2 separate regions of the Sus scrofa genome follow, and region 1 is linked to region 2. A link is a contact called in public promoter capture Hi-C data. All regions are on one chromosome and are shown on one strand. Each heading gives the region's core, a stretch centred on a gene start, on an enhancer-like site or on the middle of the called end of the contact. The rest is flanking DNA. Distances are from core to core; before and after follow the strand shown. Region 1 holds the start of USF2 (upstream stimulatory factor 2). Region 2 holds the start of HPN (serine protease hepsin).

What was found. Promoter capture Hi-C pulls out the DNA fragments that hold promoters and counts their contacts.
Region 1: a contact with region 2 is called in a promoter capture Hi-C map of liver, with 2.8 times the contacts expected there. The contact joins the promoter of USF2 here to the promoter of HPN in region 2. A contact is called at or near these places in 1 of 5 promoter capture datasets (liver) and 3 of 47 Hi-C or Micro-C datasets (liver and skeletal muscle).

What each region holds. Positions count from the first base shown.
Region 1 is chr6:44,773,033-44,776,376 of Sscrofa11.1, reverse strand. It overlaps USF2 (upstream stimulatory factor 2), which reads right to left and starts at 1,960. Exons shown (of 10, transcript XM_003127041.5): 1 at 1,754-1,960; 2 at 1,440-1,486; 3 at 1,211-1,329; 4 at 875-1,075; 5 at 302-452; 6 at 92-179. The coding sequence starts at 1,815. LSR (lipolysis-stimulated lipoprotein receptor) reads right to left here. Exons shown (of 11, transcript XM_021097147.1): 10 at 3,224-3,344; 11 at 2,999-3,129. The coding sequence ends at 3,094.
Region 2 is chr6:44,606,090-44,609,354 of Sscrofa11.1, reverse strand. HPN (serine protease hepsin) reads right to left here and starts at 1,279. Exons shown (of 14, transcript XM_021097151.1): 1 at 1,211-1,279; 2 at 505-907. SCN1B (sodium channel subunit beta-1) reads right to left here. Exons shown (of 6, transcript XM_021097212.1): 4 at 3,168-3,265; 5 at 2,600-2,671; 6 at 1,867-2,508. The coding sequence ends at 2,605. It overlaps LOC110261282 (a long non-coding RNA gene), which reads left to right. Exons shown (of 3, transcript XR_002345329.1): 1 at 1-110.

The sequences.
Region 1 (3,344 bases), core at 711-3,210, 170 kb before region 2:
CTCCCATTCCAGAAAACCTTTTCTTCCTTGGACCCCCACAAGAGGCCCTCCCAGTGTCCCCTGCTCCTGGGACCAGGTCTCCAGCACATACGGGGAGTAGGGGTGTGTCCGGGGTGCAATTGTCCTCTGCGTTCCTGTCTGAAGCACGTCCTGGGGCGTCATCATGACATAGAACTGGCCTGCAGGGAAAGCGGGGTTAGTGCTAAAACTGGGGGTAGAGTCAGAACTGGTGGGGGGGCTTCCCTCCCTGCTAGGCCTACTGCCTCCCCTGCCTTCCGCCCTGGCCCCTTTCCTCCTTTACCTCCGGCCTGCAAGCTCTGGTCTGTGGTCTGTACGGACACAGCCGTGGTATCTCCCACACTGGACGCTGGGAAATAGGCAAATCGTGCCTCCCCACTGACAGCCTCAGCTGCCGGGCTGCCACCATTGCTGAAGGGATTTTGGATTACAGCCTAGGGAGCAGGAGGACACAGAGGCCACCCTTAGCCATCTTTGTTCCCCAAGCCATCCCCTGGTTGCCATGTTTGATGTTTACTGCATTCCCTACGGAGAGTGGGGAAGCCCTCTGTGTGTGCCGCTCTGCCCTGCCTCTCATAGCCCTGGAACTTGGCAGGTACTCAGCAATCACTCGGAGAACTGACCCACTTTTAACTCTCAGAGACTTCTCTGTTGCCATAGTCCCCAGTTTACAAAAAAAAAAGGAAAGATGCTCCAAAGGTCTTCCCCAAGGTTTCATGGGCACATCAGGGATTTGACCTGAGGCCCTGAAGGCAGCATCTTGGTCCCACTTGCCCCTCCCGCGGGATTCCCCAAGAAAAGACTGCACGTCCCTTCTCCATCCTCACCCCCCCCCCAGAGGTTGCTGGGCACCTACCAGTGGGAAGGGCGCTGCGGGACCTGGGGGCACAGAGGCAGCAGCGGGGCCGGGGCGCTGGGTGGCCCCCTCCACACCCACCTGGGTCACAGCCTGCTGCCCCCCCGCGAAGGCAGCCGTAGACACGACGCTGACGGCGCCTGCTGTGTCGCCCTGGCCGTCCAGCTGACCATCAGTCACCTGGACTACGCGGTATGTCACCTGCAGGGGGCGGCAGAGCAGCGAGACCCGCGCTGGGGCCCGGGCAGGGGCCAGGTTCGAGCCCCTCCCAGCCCGCCCGCTCGACCCCGGGCTGAGCCCTCCTTTTGCCGCCGGGCTCCGGGCCCGCAGCCTCACCTGTCCTCCATTATTCTCTGTGCGGAACTGGTACTGGATGTTGTGGTCGCCGAACGCCGCCTGCTGGACGCTAGCGATGGCCACCGCCGTCTGCTCCTCCGCCCCAGGGCCGTCCCCGCCTGCGGTCGGAGGAGGGTAGGGGGGATGGTCAGCGGTGGTGCGGGCCTGAGCGCCCCCAGTGCCCTCCCGGGCGCAGGCCGAGACCCCGGTGGGCCCCGCGAGCACTCACCTTCCTGCAGCTCGACGCCCTCCTCTGCCTCGGGTCCCTTGTCGTGACTGCGGGGAGGACGGGAAGAGGGGGTCAGGGCCGCCAGCGCCCCCGCCCCTCTGCCCAGGTGCAGGGCCCCCATGCCGCCTGACACAGTCTGGGGCAGGGGCACCTCCAGGACCGGGGGCCAGGGGTGTTCGCGCAAGTCCCCCCTCCCTCGCGGCCTCCATTTTGAGCTGGGCTCGGCGGCCGCTCGGGATCATGGCGGCCCGGCCGCCAGGCCGAAGGGCCGGGGCCAGGGCGCGCGGGGGCACGGACCGGCCGGGCGCCCTTACCTGGCGGCTGCAGCAGCGGTGGCCGAGGCAGCGGGATCCAGACCCGGGTCCAGCATGTCCATGGGGGGGTGGGGGCGGGGGGGGCGCCGGGCCCGGGGGGAGGGAGGGGAGGGGAGGGAGGGAGGGGAGGGGGCGGGCGGCCGGGGGGCCCCGAGCCCGGCGCTCACGCCGCGCGGCAGGAGGGGACGGAGGAGACACGGGAGCCGCTCGCGCTGATCACGGGGACAAACAGTGGGGTCATGTGAGGAGGAGATGCCGCCGCCGCCGCCGCCGCCGCTGCTCCTGCAGCCGCCGCCGCCGCCGCCTCCGCCCGCTCGCCCGCCGGCCGGCTCCCGGCGGCTCTAGGCTCCGGGACGCAGCGCAGCCGCCCCCCGCCCGGTGCACGCGGCCCTCGGGCCTCCTTCCCTGAGCAGCCGTCGCCGCCGCGACTTTTTTTTAACCCGGCCCGCCCTAGATGGCCGCCGCCTCTCCCTTGGATCGCCGGCTCGCGCGTCCGCCGCCCGGCCTGGCCCAGTCCGGCGGCGGATCGCTGCTGCAGCCGCCGCTGCTTTCTATTTTTTCCCCCTTTTTTTTCCTCCTTTACTTGAGCTGCGCGCGCGCGGCGGCGGCGGCGGCGCGAGCCCGGGGCCGACGCGCGCGGGGGGGGGGGCAGCCCCCGGGGAGCGCGCGCGCTGTCTGTCTGGGACGGCGGGCGGGCGCGCGGGCCGGGTACCGGTGGGGCGAGAGGTTGCCGCCACAGCCTCAGTGTCTGCCCGGTACTCGCCGGCCGCCCGCCGGTGTGGAACGCGGGCCCAGATGGAACGCCAGGGGACCTGAAGGAGGGGTTCTGGTCGCCGGGGACGATGCAGGCGGCGGGGCTTGGAAACAGAAAAGTAGGTCGGGGGGGAGGGGTGAATGGGGGTGGAAGGGGACAGGAGCGCGCACGCGCGCCCCCGGCGGCCGGGCTGAAGTGCGCGAAGGTGGGGTCCCGGGGCGCATGCGCATGTCTGGGCGGGGCCGGGGCGCGCACGCAGGGCGGGGCGGGGCCAGCGTGGGGCACGTATTCCTGGCCGCGGAAAGGGAGAAGGCAGAAGGCAGAGCGGGTCCTTTCCTCCTGGCTCACAACGCAAGTCCCATGAGAGAACTGGACCTGCGGCCTTTTGCGGACACACACACACCCACACCCCCCCACACACACACACACAGTAGCTTTTTGGGCTCCCAACCTCGCGCAGCAAAACAAACACTTCCTTCCAGACTTAGGACTTATGATCACAAGTTTTATTAGTCTTAGGCGAGGAAGATGATCCATGGTCCCTCAAATTAAAAAAAGTACAAAAGCTACATACAAAACGTTGAGATCAGACAACTAAACTTTCCCGACTCAGGGCCAAGTTCTGCAAGGGAGAAAGGAAAAAAGTGAGTGTGAGCTGGGAAGACTGGAGAAGAGGATCCAGTTGGGTCTTAGAGCCAGGAAGGGCTGTCACTCACCTTCTTAAGCCTCCGCTCCCTTGAGGCCTGGGAGTCAGTCTCAGAGTAAGGGGGAGGCGCTGGAGGGAAGCAGGCCTCCTCTTCTTCCTCTTCATCCCTGTAAGGTCTCCTTCTCTCCACA
Region 2 (3,265 bases), core at 30-2,529:
GCCCCTGTGCCCCCAGTCCCAGGCGCCCATCCAGGGAGGCTGGAGGGCCTGGGCCCCGGCCAGAGCACACCATGATCACGGTTGCAGATTGGGCTGGGTTCAAGGATGGGGTCAGTGTCTGACCAGCGGCTGGGGTGGGGGGGGACATCTGGGTTTACGGGGCTGGGGGACCCCATGCCTGGGCCTGAGTGGGGAGGGGACGAAGGGGCTGAACTCTTGGATTTCAGGGAGGAGCTCCCTGGGTCCTGGGGAGAGGGAGGTTTGGGGGCCAGGACGCCGTATGGGGGTGGGGGGTGGGCTTAGGGGCCTGGACTCCAGGGTTTGAGGGAGGACTGGTCCCCGATCCTGGAGTCTGAAGAAGAGGGGGCTGGAACTCTGAGAGGAGAGAGGTCAGTCCACTCTTGGGGTTCCCTGGGATCCCCTCTCCTGGGAGATGGACACTCGGTCGGATGGGGGTGCAGGACCCATGTTCTGGGGACTGGAGGCGAGGACCCTGGTCCTTACCCTGGGGTCCGGCGGGTGGGGGCAGAGCTGAGACACGGTGCCGGTTTTAGGGGTCAGTCTCCAGGCCTGGGCAGGAGCATGGTGGCCCCGCAGCGGCGGAGGCCCCGGAGGCAGAGGCAGCGGGCGGCAGTGGCGGCGGCGTGGGGCCTGCTAGGCCTGGTTGCCTACCTGAGGAGGAGGGGGCTGGGCCGGAGGCGGGGGAAGGGGCGGGGAGGGGCAGGGCAAAGGGATTGGCAGTGCTGGAGGCCACCTGGCTGGTGGGGCAGGGTTTGCAGGGGCCGGACCAGGCTGGCCGGGCCACCTGCTTCCTCCGGCCTGGAGGGGGCCCAGGTGTGCTGGTCTGAGGGGAGGTGGAGCAGGGACAGGCCGGGCCTGAGGGCCGTGAGTCTGGGGAGACAGCAGGCTGGGGGTGTGCATGAGGACAGAAGACAGGAGATATGAAGCCAAAGACAGAGCATCAGCTGGAGGGACCCAGCTGCCCCAAGCCCACCCTGCCTCCATCCCTTCTCCTGCCACCTCCCCAGCCCCCGCTCCACCCCAGCTCAGGCCGAACACCTTCCTTGTCCATCCCTGTCCCTTCCAGCACCCCAGCCCTTGCCCCAGACCCCTCCTACACTCCAGCCGCAGCCCCTTCCAGGGTCCCCCAGCCCAGCCCCAGCCCCAGCTCCCCTCTCCCCCAGCCCCTGCCCCCCAGCTGCTTTCCTACAAGTCACGGGGGCTGGTTTGCTTTGGCAGCTTCTGTGCTGCCCGCAGCAGTGACCTCTGGAGCTGGGAAGCCCTAGATGGGGGTGGGGGGATGGGGACTTGGCCCGGAAAGGGCAGCACTGAGGGCTGAGGCCCAGGCCAAGTGGCCGGAAGTGTCCGGAGGCCGAGACACACTGTCCCGCCAGCAGCCAAGCGTCATCCACGTCAGACCCCAGGGTCAGATAAACACCCAGACACACAAGGGTCATCAGCAGACACCTGCCTGTGGACAGCCGTGCACCCAAACACAGTCAGACCCCCGCTGCTCACCCCAGATGGGCAGCCCCTGCATAACCGGGCCTACCCGCTCGTCCCACGCTCCTGCTCCACTCAGCGCCACAGCCTCCCACAGGGGGACACGCTAGCACAGCCTTGGCGCTGCCCAGCCTCCGGTCTCCCTCTCTCTCCATTCGTAGCCTCCTTTCCCCTTCCCTCTCCCTCACCACTGTCCCCCCTACCCCACGACCCCCCACCCGCACCCCGGCAACCTCTGGCTACAAATCCACCTCCTTGGCTCCTGTCTGGCTCCCCGGAAACCCTTGGTCCCCGCTAATGACTCCCCCAAACCCTTGAACTTGGAGGGAGTGGAGAAGGTGACTGGGCTCACGAGCAAGACTATGAGTCAAGTCCAAGAATCTTTATTCCATGAACAAAACTACTTGTGTAAAGAGAGACGAGGCTGAATGGGCCCCTTTCTAGGTGGCCACAATCCAAGGCTGGTGAGAGAGGGCGGGTTGGGCTGGGGCAAGAGTGCATCACAGGGAGAGGAGACCCCAGGTCCAGCCAGAGGAAGCAGGGAGGGAAGTGTCGCTGGGGGTCGGAGTGGGTCCCAGAACCCCCTGCCCGGAGCCAGTCCAGCCCAACGCCAGCCCCGCTGGGCTGGGAGGGGGCGGGGGAGGGGCGGGCCCCAGTAGTGCATGTCTGAAGCGGCCAGTGTGTGCAAATCAGCAAGAAGGAGGGGTGCGGAGCCGCTGCCCCCACCTCACCGCCCCCCCTCCCAAACAGGCAGCAGAAGCAGGGGTGGGGGCAGCGGCAGTATTGCTTTACCCATCATGCATGGCGCGGGTGGGCGATGGGGCAGGAGGAGGAAGGCTGGATTGGGGTGCGAGCCAAGCCCCCCACCCCCTCCCACCCTGGAGGCTCTGGTGGCAGGACTCTGAGGCTTGTGGAGGCCCAGGAATGGCCAACCCCCATTGGGGGCAGGCTGTGCCCGGATGTTCCCCGTTAGGGCTGGCTCTTCCTTGAGGCGGAGCCTGGGGCCTAAAGGTGAGGGAGAGACAGGGCATCAGGTACCTAAGAGCTGACACTTCCCGGGCCCTCCAGGCCCTGCCCGCCCACCCACCCACCTTACCGGGGCTATTCGGCCACCTGGACGCCCGTACAGTTCTCTTTGCTTTCTGAGGTGATGGCCAGGTATTCCGAGCTGTGGGGGCAAAGGCCAGGTGTACAGCGACCCCAGCATGAGTCTGGCCCACCCCGCCCCAGAGACTGAGGAGGGTTGAGGTCTCTGTCCCAGGCTTGCAGGGAGTCAGAGAGAGGAGGGGGCTGCAGGCTGGACCCTAGGGATCTGAAAGAAGCCCAGGCTTGGGGCCTGGAGTCCTGAGTCCATGGGGGCAGGGACGGGGGGCTCAGACTCGTGGGTCCCGGGGGAAAAAAAGGGCTGGGGCCTGGAGACCTGCATCTTTGAGGCAGAGGACGCGAGGTCTGAACCCTTGGTCCCGAAAGAAGTGGGGGCTCCGACACCCAGGGGGAGGGGCTGGGACCAGGGCCTCGTCCCATCCCCGCCACCAAGCGCTCAGGGCTGGCAGATGGCGCCCTGGGCTGCTCCCCTGCCCGCCTCCCCCCTCGTCCTGGGGTCACCTCTGGGAAGCACGGGGTGCTCTGGGCTGCCTCTCCCCCTCCTCGGCGACCCCACTCACGCGTTCTCTTGCGCAGCAGCCTCCGTGGCGGCAGCGATCTTCTTGTAGCAGTAAACCATCTCCGCCACGAGCCATATGGTCAACACCACAATAAGCAC